5 separate regions of the Mus musculus genome follow, and regions 1, 2, 4 and 5 are each linked to region 3. A link is a contact called in public ChIA-PET and HiChIP or PLAC-seq data. All regions are on one chromosome and are shown on one strand. The core of a region is the stretch at or near the end of the contact, and the rest is flanking DNA. Distances in the headings are between cores, read along the strand shown. Region 1 overlaps Sh3pxd2a (SH3 and PX domains 2A). Region 2 has its middle 23 kb from the start of Trim8. Region 3 has its middle 26 kb from the start of Ina. Region 4 overlaps Sufu (SUFU negative regulator of hedgehog signaling). Region 5 overlaps Wbp1l (WW domain binding protein 1 like).

The links. ChIA-PET counts read pairs in DNA pulled down with a chosen protein or histone mark. HiChIP or PLAC-seq counts read pairs in DNA pulled down with a chosen protein or histone mark.
Region 1: a FOXA1 HiChIP or PLAC-seq map of pancreatic cancer cells shows a contact between it and region 3. The contact joins two enhancer-like sites.
Region 2: a contact with region 3 is called in a FOXA1 HiChIP or PLAC-seq map of pancreatic cancer cells. The contact joins two enhancer-like sites. A contact is called at or near these places in 6 of 115 datasets of contacts at active chromatin or transcription factors (bone marrow-derived macrophages, extraembryonic endoderm stem cells, memory CD8 T cells and 3 more).
Region 4: a contact with region 3 is called in a FOXA1 HiChIP or PLAC-seq map of pancreatic cancer cells. The contact joins two enhancer-like sites. A contact is called at or near these places in 2 of 115 datasets of contacts at active chromatin or transcription factors (embryonic stem cells and pancreatic cancer cells) and 1 of 9 other capture datasets (adipose tissue).
Region 5: an RNA polymerase II ChIA-PET map of memory CD8 T cells shows a contact between it and region 3, with 12 read pairs. The contact joins two enhancer-like sites. A contact is called at or near these places in 1 of 15 datasets of contacts at CTCF or cohesin (large pre-B cells), 5 of 484 Hi-C or Micro-C datasets (embryonic stem cells, liver, nephron progenitors and 2 more) and 9 of 115 datasets of contacts at active chromatin or transcription factors (bone marrow-derived macrophages, effector CD8 T cells, embryonic basal ganglia and 5 more).

What each region holds. Positions count from the first base shown.
Region 1 is chr19:47,312,942-47,315,641 of GRCm38.p6, reverse strand. It overlaps Sh3pxd2a (SH3 and PX domains 2A), which reads left to right. Exons shown (of 15, transcript NM_008018.4): 8 at 1,476-1,607. Among named protein-coding and RNA genes, the nearest start is that of Gm29834, 28 kb to the right of the region's middle. Within about 2 kb of position 1,376, at least 228 of the 459 cell types and tissues checked have an H3K27ac peak or open chromatin away from gene starts, as enhancers often do. A contact at or near this core is called in pancreatic cancer cells, where this site is marked.
Region 2 is chr19:46,523,316-46,526,035 of GRCm38.p6, reverse strand. No RefSeq gene overlaps it. Among named protein-coding and RNA genes, the nearest start is that of Trim8, 23 kb to the right of the region's middle. Within about 2 kb of position 1,250, at least 254 of the 459 cell types and tissues checked have an H3K27ac peak or open chromatin away from gene starts, as enhancers often do. A contact at or near this core is called in bone marrow-derived macrophages, extraembryonic endoderm stem cells, microglia and 1 more, where this site is marked.
Region 3 is chr19:46,987,626-46,990,325 of GRCm38.p6, reverse strand. It overlaps a transcript of Nt5c2 not described here. Among named protein-coding and RNA genes, the nearest start is that of Ina, 26 kb to the left of the region's middle. Within about 2 kb of position 1,410, at least 127 of the 459 cell types and tissues checked have an H3K27ac peak or open chromatin away from gene starts, as enhancers often do. A contact at or near this core is called in adipose tissue, bone marrow-derived macrophages, embryonic stem cells and 4 more, where this site is marked.
Region 4 is chr19:46,478,130-46,480,829 of GRCm38.p6, reverse strand. The region is part of intron 10 of Sufu (SUFU negative regulator of hedgehog signaling); the gene reads right to left. Among named protein-coding and RNA genes, the nearest start is that of Trim8, 22 kb to the left of the region's middle. Within about 2 kb of position 1,334, at least 170 of the 459 cell types and tissues checked have an H3K27ac peak or open chromatin away from gene starts, as enhancers often do. A contact at or near this core is called in adipose tissue, embryonic stem cells and pancreatic cancer cells, where this site is marked.
Region 5 is chr19:46,615,024-46,617,805 of GRCm38.p6, reverse strand. The region is part of intron 2 of Wbp1l (WW domain binding protein 1 like); the gene reads right to left. Among named protein-coding and RNA genes, the nearest start is that of Wbp1l, 17 kb to the right of the region's middle. Within about 2 kb of position 1,290, at least 37 of the 459 cell types and tissues checked have an H3K27ac peak or open chromatin away from gene starts, as enhancers often do. A contact at or near this core is called in embryonic stem cells and memory CD8 T cells, where this site is marked.

The sequences.
Region 1 (2,700 bases), core at 127-2,626, 330 kb before region 3:
TAAGCCCCAGCCTTCCTGAACATGGGTAGAGGTTTGCATTTGTTTTGGTTCTGAGACAGGTTTCTTGACTGGCAACCCGGGCTAATGTTGAACTCCTTCCTGATTCTCCTGCCTCAGCCACTACTGTGGGAATTACAGACTGACTGGCAACTATATGGTTGTAAGAAATGTACTAGGAATTCCCTCGGGGGTGGAGCGTCTGGGAAGGCTTCCTGAAAGAGGTGATTAGTCATTTTCTGGCTTGTGGATTTGTATAAGGCTAGCAGGGCATACTGTCTTTGGGAGTGTCCACAGTATCAGTTGAAGAGCAGGAAAGATGTGACGGCACATCCAGCCATATACCCTTTAAGCCGAGATGGCACCCAGCCTGTCCATTTGCCAGCTTGGTGCTTGTTTAATGAATGTCACACCAATACAGTGGCCAAACAGGACAAAGAACTGCCTTGCTCCTGGAAGCAGGACTCACAGGCCCTCTCTCTGATACACCCTGGCCTTTGACTCCAAGGCTTTTAAAACTTCCCAGCACTTAAAGACAAGGGGAACCGGGCAGCCTCTGCTGGCTGAGATGGCAGAGAGACCCAGGAAGGCTCCTCTGGAAAGCCTAAAGCTGCTATCTGCCTGGCCCCTGGAGAACCAGGAGGACAGGAATGGAGCCGAACTTGGGGAAAAGTTGGCGTGGGGAGGGAGGGGCGCTCGGCCCGCCAGCGCTGGCGCTGGGACTTTCTTCTTGGGTTTCAAGTAAATAGTCTGGGCCCTCCTCCCATCCCCTGCCTCCGCCCCCAGCTCCTCATTCGACGGGTCTCATGTGTTTCTATTTAAGGGTTGCGAGTAAGCCCTAGTGATTGGCGGCCTCAAAGCCTCTTGACTCTTTGCTGGACCTCGGCTGTGGAGTTCTCTCCCTCTCCCTCCTGAGGGGAGCCCCGCTCCTTTTCTCTCCGGGTTTACAGGCTTGGGGTAGAGGCAGCCAGCCTCCTGGACCTCCCAGCCCTCTCTCTTCTTTCTCGCCCCTGTGTTCTGGCCTCAGCCTTCATGGGCCGCCCACTGTGCTCCTGTGGTCCCGCTCTCACACCCCGGCCAGCCCAAGAGTCTGGAGAGATGGGAGGCCCCGGGCCTCTCAGCAGACTCCCCCATGCCGGCCTGTGACTAACGCTTCGCACGCAGCAGCAGGCTTTTCCCTCAATTTCCTTGGCTTCCGTCTCTGCCTGTCTCTGCCTCTCTCCACCCCCTTCTCCTCCCCCCCCCCCGGCCCCTGGCTCCCCATGTCCCCCGGTCCCCGCGGTGCAGCGGGCCGGTGTGGGGCCTTGCTATATGGCCTGTCCTTGGGGCCCGGCAAGCTGCGAGCCCTGGCTACGGGCTGCTCCGCGGTGCAGAGCTGGCGACCGAGCAGCCTCCCTCGAGGGCGATGGACAGAGGGCGCCCCGGCCGCGGGGCTACAGCCGGCCGCTGGCTCACCGCGTGCTTTCTGCCCTCGCCAGGTGCCGACACCAACGCCGAGCCCATGATCCTGGAACAGTACGTGGTGGTGTCCAACTATAAGAAACAAGAGAACTCGGAGCTGAGCCTCCAGGCCGGGGAGGTGGTAGATGTCATCGAGAAGAACGAAAGCGGTGAGTGCGTGTCCACTCCTGGTTCCAGCCTGGCTCCTGGGCCCGGCTGGGTTTTTGTTCCTCTCCTCCTCCCCCCACCTCTGCAGCTATACGTTATTTCCATCTGGCAGGGAGAGGGAGAGGGCCGAAGAGTCTGAAGTTCCCCTGTTGGTTTGGGCTGCAGGCCAGCAGTTTGCCTGGTGGTGGAAGAATGTCTCCCTGGCTCGAGGCTAATTAGCTGGCTTGTGCTAATGCAAGGCCAAGGTGGTATGGAAGCATCCCTCCCTCATTCAGGGACTGACCCCGTGCCATCTGAGGCCCAGAGATGGTAGCTTTAGCTCAGAGATGCCCAATGACAGCTTTCCCTGGTCGAGCTGTGTGTCTGCCAGCTAGGATCCAGGCAGGAGTGGGAGGACCCAGCCAGCTGGTGGAGAGGGCAGGCATGACATCACAATAGGTTCCAGAGTCCCCAGACCCCTAGCAAGATGTCTGAGGAAGGGCCAGGCCCTGTGGGAGGTTGGCTAGTGTCTGGCCAGTGAGTGGGTGGTGAGTTTGACCACCTCCTGCTGAGCTGGAAGCCACCAGGACTTGGGAAGAGGGCCCAGGCTCTGGATGAAGCCAGGTCCAGAAGGGGTCCTGCAGCAGGCCACTTTGTCATTAGGAGCTGACAGAGACCATGCCCATGGCTTGGCAGGATCTGCTAGCTCCAGGGTTTTTGCAGAATGGATCAAAATCCCTTGATGCCCTTGGCAAGAAAAGGCACACTCGGCAGATAGAGAAAAGTTAGTCTGTGCGTGTTGCAGGGAGAGTCAAAGGGTCCTTGAAACCACAGCATCCTCTGCTGCTTGCCCACAGCCTGCCCGGTGGGACTTAAAAGGAGTCAGGATCATTTTGGTTTCAGTTTGCTGGGGACAGGCCCTGTATATAGGTGTACCCCAGGAGTGGCACTTGTGGGCCCTTCAAGAGGGAGGCCTGTCTTTGTTCCCTTCTAATATTTTGAAAGGAGCACAATCCAAAGGGTCACTGTGTCCATTCTGTAGATAGAATGACTGAGGCACAGAGAGCTGAAGCGGAAACAAGTCTCCTGAGGTCAGAAACAGTCCTCTGAATGATA
Region 2 (2,720 bases), core at 1-2,500, 460 kb after region 3:
AAACAACTTATTTATTAATCTTACTTAACCTTGGCAAGGACACTATTAACTGGAGATACTGAGTTACTTGTCCAAGATCTCACAAGAAGGAGACAGAGGAGTCAAGGCCGGCTCACTGGGCATGGTGGTGCATACCTTTAATCCCAGCATTCCAGAGGCAGAGAGAGGCTGGCAGATCTCCAATTTCAAGGCTAGCCTAGTCTACAAAGAGAGTTCTGAAACACTTACACAGCTACACACACAAAAAATATCACCACCACCATCATCATCGTAATATCGATAAAAGACAGGCTCACATTATGTTATTCTGGCTGGCCCAAACCCACTATGTAGACCAGAGTGGCCTCAGACTTACAGAGATCCTCCTGCCTCTACGCTGGCACTAACCCAGTTCCTTTTTGACTTCCAAAGCTGTGATCTTAGAAGCCCAGAAAGAAGGCTGGAGGGCTGGCTTGGTGTGTAAGAGCACTGGCTGTTCTTGCAAAGCACCCAGGTGCACACAGTGCACCGACATAGATACAGGCAAAACACCAATATGTGAAAAATAAAACAACAGCAATCTTTTAAAAAATTAAAAAATAAAAAAAGTTGTTTTGAAAGAAAGAACACAGGAATCCCCTTCACAAAGAACTACAGAGCAATTTCCTTCCTTAGTGTGAAGTGCGGTGTTCCAGGGACAAAAAGCCCTTGCTAAAGAAATTAAATATTAATGACAGAATTTTAGAGAGCAAATGGGGTGCAGGAGTGGGCAGAAGTCTTGGCTGGGGTACCTGAAGCTGGGGGGCTGGGGACCAAACAAACTGTTGCCTCTTCTAGTGATTGGCTGAGTGGATTCTGCTAAGTAGTCACCACAGCCACGTGCTTCCAACAAGGAGCGTGGAGCACCCAGGAAACGTGCTCCCAACAAGGAGTGAGTGTGGAGCACCCAGGAGCCGGAGCCCGCATGCAGCTTGGGCTCCTGCTGGCTCCTCGTTTGGAAGCCCTGGCTCTCCATCAGGACCATCAGTGGCTAGGAGCACCTGGAGGACAGGCCTCCAAGGCACAGTAAGGTGGGCCAGGGATGACCTCACTCGGCCTTTGGACCTTCCCCTAGCTGCTGCTCCCAAGGCCACCAGCACAGGGCGCCAAACAGGAACCAGCCCCACCCTTAAAAACAAAAGAAAGCAGCTGGGCTCAGCTGGGAGCGGGTTCTGGGCTAAGTCTGTTGCTTCCAGTCTGAACCAGAGATTGGCCAAGTTTGATCTAGGTCATTGGAGCAGCAGTCCTGACCGTCCACTCTGACTTCCCGAAGGGAGGGGAGGAAAAAGAGCGGCTTGCAGGACAGACACGCCCCCTCCACACACCCACAGCTTCTGCCTGCTGAGCAGTCTTGAAAACTAGAGCCCAAAGAGGCCTGTCATCTGTCTCCATTTTCCTCCTTCGGACCCACATTGGACAGACTTCACACACTGGCTAGCATATCCTGGCCTTTTCTTTCAGTCAGGTATCCATGTGTAGGGCACAAACTTCACATTCATCCTTAGGAATGGCTTATCTGTGTCACTAGCTCCTCCCCGCCTGCTTTCCCCATCCCATCTCCGTACACTCTTCAGAGCCCACCAGCCTCCCTCCCTGTCTTACTTGCACCAAAAGGTCAGAATCAGGGAAGAACAACAGTCCCCACATCAGCCCCCATACACAGAACGTGGCTGATCTGGGGCTTTCCAGTCCGATGGGCTGGGACTTCCCTTAAGCTCCCAGATGACAGAGCTAAAGCAGTTTCCCTGCCACAGATGGCTTTTTGGAAAAGAGGGGATCATCTTTGGTTGCCACCAGTAGCCCATCCTGAAGCCAGAAGACTGACTTAATCCAGCCCGACTCTTCCCCTCAATACACCGAGCCCCCGAGATAGATTTCATCCTGACTCGCTCTCGGCCTCTCTCCACCCTAAGACCTGCAAGAACTAGCAGGGCAGTGAGTTGGGCAGAGAGAGAGTGGGAGGGAGCAGGATTCATTCCGCGGCTGGGATATGCTGATCCAGGCAGGAGGCGGGGCCTGCACAGCTGCAGGCAGCCCCCCTGCCCTGAGCCCGTGAATGGGCATGCACCCTCCCGCCTGCCTGAACTGCTCCTGAAACAGTTGGTCCTAATGAACACTGCGCAGGCAGGGCAGCTGTGGGCATTATCCATATGCATGGGAGGTGTATATTTATCCTCACATCCCACTCCACTCTGCAGCTGCCGCCATCTCCTGTGCCAGGAGAGTGAGCGGGTACCAGGGCCCAGGCTGCTCTTCCCACCCCCACCCCACGTCCTAGCCTTCCCTGGCTAACCCACACCACAGCCTCCACTTGACCCATTTAGAGGCAGAAGTGCGTGTGTGTGTGTGTGTGTGTGTGTGTGTGCGCGCGCGTTTGTACGCACTCAAATGTGTGAGTGTATTTGAGAGCGAGTGTAAGACAGTGCGCACACATCCAGTTGGCGCTTTTGATTTCCTCTGAAGCCTCTTGATTGCAGGCACACAATGGCATCTTGCTGCCTGCCCTGCTCCCTCAGCAGCCTGGGGTTCTGTGCTGCCTCCTCCCTAGAGCTGAGATTTTTCTGCTGACTCTGGGCACAGGGTTGACAAACCAGGAAGAGAAGCCTGAACTAGGCTCCCACCCTTGACCCTGGTCCTTTCTAAGCCCCCATATCCACAGTGGCTTGTATTCCTTATCTCTCCCCACATTCTCTCCTGCTTCT
Region 3 (2,700 bases), core at 161-2,660:
TTGAAATAGGGTCTCTTGTTCTCTGGTGCAACCCTAGGGTAAGTGGCCCACAAGCGTCTGGGAATTCTTCTGTCTGTGTTGCTGTAGAAATGCTAGGATGATGCACTGTAGGGCATATGGGAGCTTGTTACCAGGCAGGCATGAGAAGTGGTCAGGCTGAGTGAGCGCAAGTCCCAGGGATCTCGGGATTGAGACCGGCAGGAGCGGAGCCGTTCCCTGCCGCCTCTACCTGCCCTGGAACAGAAACCACAACACCCCACTGAGGACCGTGGTGATCAGTCATGTGGCATAAAAAACCTCAAGTACTCCACACTAATGAGGTACCTAGATAAGCCCCTGAGGGTTCAGCCAATTAGCTTCCCTTCCTGTGCACTCCTTCCCGCAAAAGGTATTTGATCCCCGGTTCACCCTGAGTGAAGTGTATGCAATTAATATCCACCATCAAATAAACCAATATGACCAAGCAAGCTGCGGGGAAGGCCTTCATCTTAAAGAGCCTCGCCTAAACTCCCGAAGAAGTCCTTCTCTCTCTTCTTCCAGAGCTCACTTGTAATCAGACTGGTCCCGCCCTTCCTGGACTCTGTCTTCCCCTTCCTGTCCAGTGCATGGATGCCCCAAGGGGAAGCATGGACCATGGACCCTGTGCCCCGACTCCCAGCTGTATGCCAGTGGCGCCCAGGTACATAGGAGACTGGGAACCACGGCATAGGTCCCAGACCCCGCAGCAGACCACCATTCTGGGGACTTCGTTCTGCCTCCCCCGAGCTGCATGCCAGCTGTGCCCAGGCATCCCAGCGGCAAGGCAGGACGCAGTTCAGCAATGCACACTACTGCAATGGCTTCTGGGTATCTACCCACAAGGCCATCTCCCCATCCTGAAAGATGTTTTTAAAAAAAAAATACTTACGAATTTATTTCTTTAGTTTTCATTTCTTTAACATCTCTTTAATTCAATAGCCAAGGAGTGAGGCAGGCATTATTATTCTCATTGAACAAATAATTTATCACTGGGTCTCTAATTATCCCACCCTACCACCCAGTGACGAATACAATCTGCTTAGCTGGCTACTGGTTAATGTAACATAATGTAACACAATATAACACAATGTAACAACTGGTGAAGTGTAACACATGGAAGGAATGTGGGCCTTGGCTTTGGCTGACTTGGAGATCATATGGGTCAGCTACTTGAGTCCAGGAGGCCCCAGCAGTGACTATACATCACTTTAGCCACCTGTAAAGGCCCCTCCCGCCAATGAATGGCTGGTTGCCATCCAGGGCTATGCAGAGAAATGCTCGCCTCTCCCCTCTTTCTGCAGGAGCAGCCAAGCAGATCATGAACCTGAGAGCCCAGCGGTTGGTTCCAGCCTCTGGGTCAGGGGGCAAGGAGGCTGAAGGGAGGGGAGTGCCTGGGCACCCTGCCACAGCTGCACCTTTAGTTAATATTTATTCTTTCTTTCTTTTGCCCAGAGACTAGGGGAGCCCAATCACAGATAGTGAAGAAAACTCCAGGGCTAGGAGAAGCTGGTTCCTGTCAGGGGTGACTCAGGCAGACCTTTACAGCAGGCAGTGCCCCCACCTGGCTCTGTGCAGGTCTTTTGTGTGGTTGTTAGAGACCACACTACTTATCTGCTCAGCAGAGCAGTCTCCTAGGAGTGCAGGAGGGTGCGGCTGGGTAATGGGTACAGAACAGTTTTATCTTTCTGCACAATGACTTTCCCTGGGGGGGAGGGGGAGACCCCTGGGTCTCTTCAGGGCGTGGCACCCCTTTTCATTAAAACTGCCTTGTCTTTCTAAAACGCATTTTGTTAGTGTTTTCTTTCCCAGAGGGGACTTGTAAATTGAGCTCCTTATTCCTCAGCGCGATATAGAGCTGACCAGAATTTCTGCCAACTCATTGTTCTTCCTCTCTGTGAGCACGGCTTCTCAGCGCCGTGAACCACCATCTTCAGAGTCATTAACGACATGATTTCTGGACCCCAGAGCAGCTGAATTTAGAATGTAGCTCCTTAGCCCCAGAGCACAGCCACTGTTGGCCCCGCGAATCTGTGTTTGGATAGTTGTACTGACTCTCGTGGAGGCTGTAGCGTAAGGACCGTTTGTTCAAGCAAGACCACAGCATTTCCTGACCTGAGCGGTTGAGTTGTAGCCACTTTCCCTACTTGGGCCTTTTCTTCAACCCTCCGAAGACAGAACTTACCAGACACTTATTTTCTGATTCCTGAGGATCATTTATTTCAGATTCTTGGTTATTATATATTTTTAAAAGCAGGATGTCATTTTACAATCTGTCCTGATCTGTAATTGCCTGCATATCCCACCCATGACCTCAAACTCACACCAATCCCCCTGCTTCAGCTCCTTGCATGTAGAGACTATGTTGAACTACCAGACTTGAATCACTTCACCATTCCCGACCTGTGACGACATGACTGCCACTTCAGTCAGGCACACCCCGGATCTTGTCATGACACTGGGGCTCAGCAATGCCAGCCTTCTGGTTTCTGGCCAGAACGTCCTGTCTTTAGCCTGCTTACTTCCCCAATACCCAAGCCTGCTCCCAACTGCCTGCCTGCCTGCCTGCCTGCCTGCCTGCATCTCTCTTTGAAAATAAATGGCCTTGGGCTTCGGAGATGGCTCGGTTGGTAAAATGCTTGCACAGGATCTGAGTTCAATCCCCAGAACCTATGTAAAGATTTT
Region 4 (2,700 bases), core at 85-2,584, 510 kb after region 3:
CTGTTTGCGGAAGGTGTGCCCACTCTAGAGATGTGTATACTCAGGGCTCTCCTCTTTCTGATGGGGGAGGTGATGGTAGCTTTTACCAATGACCAGGAAGAACAGTACCCTCAACCCAGTCAGGAGTGTATCTGCGCATTCCAACAGGGCTGGAAGCAGAGTATCACACACACACACACCCAGGCTGGTCTCAAACTCACAGAGATCCTCCTGCCTCTGCCTCCCAAGCACTGGGATTAAAGAGACCTATAGGACCACACTTCATTCTGAGTCCACACATTTTAACAGTTCCCCTCGTCTAGAAACATCGGCAGCAATGACAAACCATCCCAACACTCGCTGCACTCTATTATGCTTGTCTGAAGAACCGGGACAAAGCACTGAGGGTTTCGCTCAAAGAGCCCTTGGAGGATGGAGACCCTCTAAGGAGAGAGGAAGGGCCCCTGGACCATTCTGAGTAACATGTTCCCTTGGAGGGCTCTGGAGAACACATGTGCTGGGCAACATGCTCTCACTCTGGACAACAGTCTACCCAAGGCAATGCAAAAACACCTGCATTTTCACAAGGCACCCTGAGAGCGCATAGGGGGAGGAAGTGCTAGGAAGAGCCCAGAGGAGGAGGGCTGAGAAGAGTGTGAACCAGCAGCTCCCCACTGCAGCTCTACCTCTGGGTGACTGATTGTGAGGGCCTGGTCAGCTGGAGAGAGGGTCTGGAGCCAAGGTTCAGAGCTCACTCCAGTGGGCTCCCATCACAGGACCTGTGCAGTGCAGTCAGACAGCCTGGCTCATTGGCGGTGAGAAAGGATTGTCAACAACCTCTCAATTCTCCAGGTTCCAGCAAGTTCCAGAAAGGAACCTGAAAAGTGATCTTTTGTTGGTGCCTGCCCCGGGCAGGCCCGGCTGTGCTGCAGGCGGGGACTGAACCGCCACAAATCTGACACTCATTCCAAGGTCTGCGGTCAACGGATTTCTAAGTGGCTGACAGTGCCCATGCCTTCCCTCGGTGTGATGACAATCCACACTTTGTCTTGGGGCCCTGTTTGCTCCGTGTGTTGACATGTTGTTCTGCTCCCCAGCAAGCTTGGCTTTCTTTCCCTCCCTTTCCTCTTCTCCAGGAAGGAAGTGTGCTCTTTACAGAGGCATGGCCTGCCAAGGAGCAGCCCTGGCACCCATGAGGGCATCGAGGTGGAGCCCAGCAAGGGCTCCTGTCGGCTGCTCCCCTTCCCCACATTGAGGCAGACACTCCCGTCCTGGGAGGGGCCGAGGCGAGGCATGTGCTTGTGAGTGGTGGGGGCGCTCGCTCATTTCCTGCTCTGGGTGGGTGGTGAGAAGTTGGCTTTGGTGGCCAGGAGCAGGCTGAGACTCCTGCTCTGTCGACACAGTGGGGAATTACAGTTTGCTCTGCAACGTAATAGGCACTGGACTGAACAAAGAGGTCTGGAGACGGCCCAAGGCAAGATCTCCAAAGGAGACCAGGTATAGGCAGGCCCACCGGAAGGAGAAACGGTAGGCACCAGAAAGGGAGGGCCAGGGGCCGGGCAGGGGACTCCCAGGTTGGCTTCTACACCACATCCAAAGGTGTATATGGGGACGGAAGAAGACAGGCTGGAGAGATCTGGGAAGCCTGTTCCTGGGCTGGGATACAGTTCAGCAGAGGTTTCCCACAGGGAACAGCTGGGAGGCGTCTTCTCCCAAGCCAGGACCTCCCATTGGGCTGCTAGGGAGTGGCTGGGACTAAGAGCACCACCTGGGTGAGCTATCAGACACCACACAGCTGAGAAAGCATTGCAAGGCCTAAAAAAAAAAATAATCTCATGTTTGGTCATATGACCTTTCAGCGACCTCTGGGACTGAAGTGTCTCTCCTGCAGATAGCTCTGGCTAAGAACTTATGTCGGAAACTGACTCAGCTTTGGGCGGGGCTCTGCTCAGAAGACTGGCAACTCAGAGTCAACAGGCCAAGGGGGAAGCCTGCCACAGCCCCCAGCGAAGAGTGCCAGGGCTAGGAAGGGACACTGGCCTGTTCCGGGGTCTGGAGACCTCTCATAAAGCTCTGGACTTGGCTTACACGAAGTAGGATGGATGAGGCCATGCCTCTACTCTGGAAAGATCTTGCCTTCGCAGCATCCCTGTGTGTGAGTTTACATCTGCCCTCCAGAGTACCTTGAGTCCTCCTGAGCTAGTAGGAATTGGGGGACCATGTGGCAGTCCAGGATGAGATGTCTATGGAAGCCCATCTGAGGCCGTCCCACCAGCTCTGCAAAGGGCTCTGGCTCCCTTAGCCTCCCCTTCCCCGGCACTGAGAGGACAGATGCCTTGGCCTTGCCTTTCCCTGGGCTGGTGGCCAGAACAAGGGGCCAAGCAGGGAGTGAGCTCTCGGAAGGCTGCTGAAGGCTGATGCAAGACAGTCTCCTTGGCCCTCCCACTCCAGCTGTGACTTACAGGGATGGTTCAAGCAGCCAAGGGACAGAGGGCTGGCTCTCTCTGTACCCTATGCCTGCAGTCCTCAGCTGCCTCCTGCTCGTCCACCTGCACTCAGGTCTGAGCAGAGGCTCAGGAGGCACTGCAGACCCTGGGAGTGGCAGAAAGCAGCCTGTGACAGCAGGCTCGGCGCTCTGGGTGCCGGCGTTTCCCTGGGCCCTTTCTTGGCATAGTGGGGTTTGATCTGTGACTTTGAGTGGAACCCCAGGTTTCCAGAAGT
Region 5 (2,782 bases), core at 41-2,540, 370 kb after region 3:
TGGGAATTAGCAAGCCGTCTGCAGAGACTTTTCACGTATCCTAAACCGCACTGAAATAAAAGGGCCAGGGATGCCTCTCCGGGATTGAGTGCTTGCCTGCTGCATGAGAGGTGTGAGACCCTAGCTCCAACTGTAGCACTGGAGGAAATTGTAATAGGAGGATCGTGACAGAACGGAAACAACAGAGAGACCAGGTCACATCACCTGTATGATTCACACCCAGAAGCCACAGGAAATGGAACTCCCTCAGCATGACTGGGGCTTCCTGGGCTCCACCAAAGCTGACTTCGTTCACTTTTTATGTAAACTTTGGGCAAGACAAAAATAACGTGGTCCACTCTTTGGTGGGAAAGCAAATGCAGTGATGGCTGACCCAAGGCAAGGGCTCGCAGCATCCCAACCTGAAGCAGCCCGGGATGATGGGTCCCAGCATCTGCACAAAGCCTCCTAGTGGTGCTCCACCCCCTCCTGCGACTCCTCATGTCCGTCCTCCCCCACCCCAAGCCTAGCTCCTCTTCTAAGGTCTGAGCAGCTCGATAAAAGTCTCAGATAACCTAGGTTCTGTAAATCTCATGCACGGACCTAGGTTTGGTGAGAGTCTTCTTCTCAACAAAATAAGGTAGAGGGCAACTGAGGGAGACATCCACGCTCAACCTGTGGTCTCATGCACATGTACACATGTACACATGTGCGCGCGCGCGCACACACACACACACCATACATACACAAGGGGAAAAAGTGGAGGAAGGAAGGAATTGCAAAACAGGAGTGCTAGTAACATTTCATTTTCCTGGCCACAAAAACCCGACAAGCCAGTACAAGATCAGGAGAATACCTGAATCTGACCTCGGGTTCGAGAAACTTTAGGAAGGGGTTAGGAAACCCTCCTGTGTGTGCCTTTTGTTATTGTTATTTGAGACTGCCAGTCTCCAGTAGTCCGGGCTGGCCTCAAACTTGCAACTTAACAGACCTTTATCTCCAGCCACCTCCCAAGTGCTAGGACTACAGACTTGTAGTCCACCAAAGGGGCCTTGTGTCTCACAATCTGTTCATCTTTAATTCTCAGCTGAGGAATTACAAGTATTTAAACCATCTCAGGGGCAAAACTCCCTTTCTCCAGGGAGGACCTGGACACGAGCTAACCGCTTCACACGGTTTTTTGATTATGGGAAATAGGGAGCAGCTACCCAGCTCGGTCTCCCAGCTCCGGTCTCCCAGCTCTGGGTTGGTAACATCCGCAGTGCCTGGAGGCAGCATGAAGGATGGTGAGATTAAACAGGAACAAACTGGAAGCACAGCTTACGGTACTGTGCCCCTCCCTTCCTGGATCTTACACTAATCATCTATTCGGGCGATCCTTCCTTTACCACCAGCCCCTCCGCCCTATAACTAGGAGGAAACCAAACCTATTCTAGATTTAAGGTTACGTGGTCAAAAAACGCCAGGAGAGAGCATTTAGGCAACCAGCCTGCAGGTTGTAAGGACTGTGAGAGCATACAAGCCAAGCGGGTGCAAACAGAGGGTGGCAGAACTCAAGAGGACAGCGCCACACAGGCAAGGGATGCTTAGCCCCATGTCACTCCATGTCCAGTCACAGCAACTCCTGAACCCTATGCTTCCAATACACTTCAAAAATGCCTTCATCCGGGGTCCAAGTTAGGGGAAGGGCAGGGCCAGGCCTCCCCCCAGAGCTTAAAGTGTTTTTTTTTTAATGTGTCTATTTCGTCTACATGTACGTTATGTGCCCACTGAGCACAGAAGAGGGCATCGGATGCTCTGGAACTGGAGCTACAGTTGTGAGTCACCATGTGAGTGCTGGCACTCACACTGAGTCCTCCACTGAGTAACCACTGAGCCACCACCTCTCCAGCCTCCTGAGACTTTGAGAATTGTATTCCCAGTCCAGAGTAACTATCCCCCCCCACCCCCAAATGGGCTGGCAGATACCAGCTTATTTGCCTTCACACACATGGCTCTTCATTGCCAGAATCTTAAGAAACAAAACTCTTCCAAGGTTGCTGTGCTCAAAACAGTGTCCCCAGGAGACACACCCAGGGACCAAGAACTCAAGCAAGCCAAGAAAATGTAGAAAATCAACTCAAAAGAGTCAAAATGTATAAGCCATTTTCATGTCTATTTCAGGATATTACTCTCCCCATTTGCCAGAAGGGCACAACAGAGGTGTGAAAATGCCCAGGATAGCGATCAAAGGGACCGAGGTAGAGCTCTAAGGGCTGACGTCCGGGAGACTGGCCTTTTAGACTCTGCCAAGCTCTGACATGCACTTCATGATGGCAGCCACTGCAACACACAGACTCGTGAGCCTGGACCAGCTAACTGCTCTGGGCCTGCTCATGTCTATCAGCTTCCAGGCTAGCATTCCTGTGACTGATGAGTTAAGAGCCTGCGTGAGCCTGCATCAGAACGACGCTGGGCAATTCCTTCCCAGATGCTGGCTGTCAGAAACTAAGTGGACACTGAATGTGAACTTCATCTTCATAGCTAAAAATTAACTAATTTATTTATTTGGTGTGTATGAGTATTTATGTATGTATGTATGTATGTATGTATGTATGTATGTATGTGTGTAATATTTGTGCCTAGGGCACAGGAGGGTGATTGGAGGACATAAGATCCCCTGGAACTGAAGTTAAGGATGGTTGTGATCAACTATATGGGTGCTAGAAAAGAACCCAGGTCCTCTCCAAGAGCAGCAAATGCTCTGAACCATCAGCCACCTCCCCAGCCCTGAACTTCATACTTGGGATGAGAAGTGCCTGCA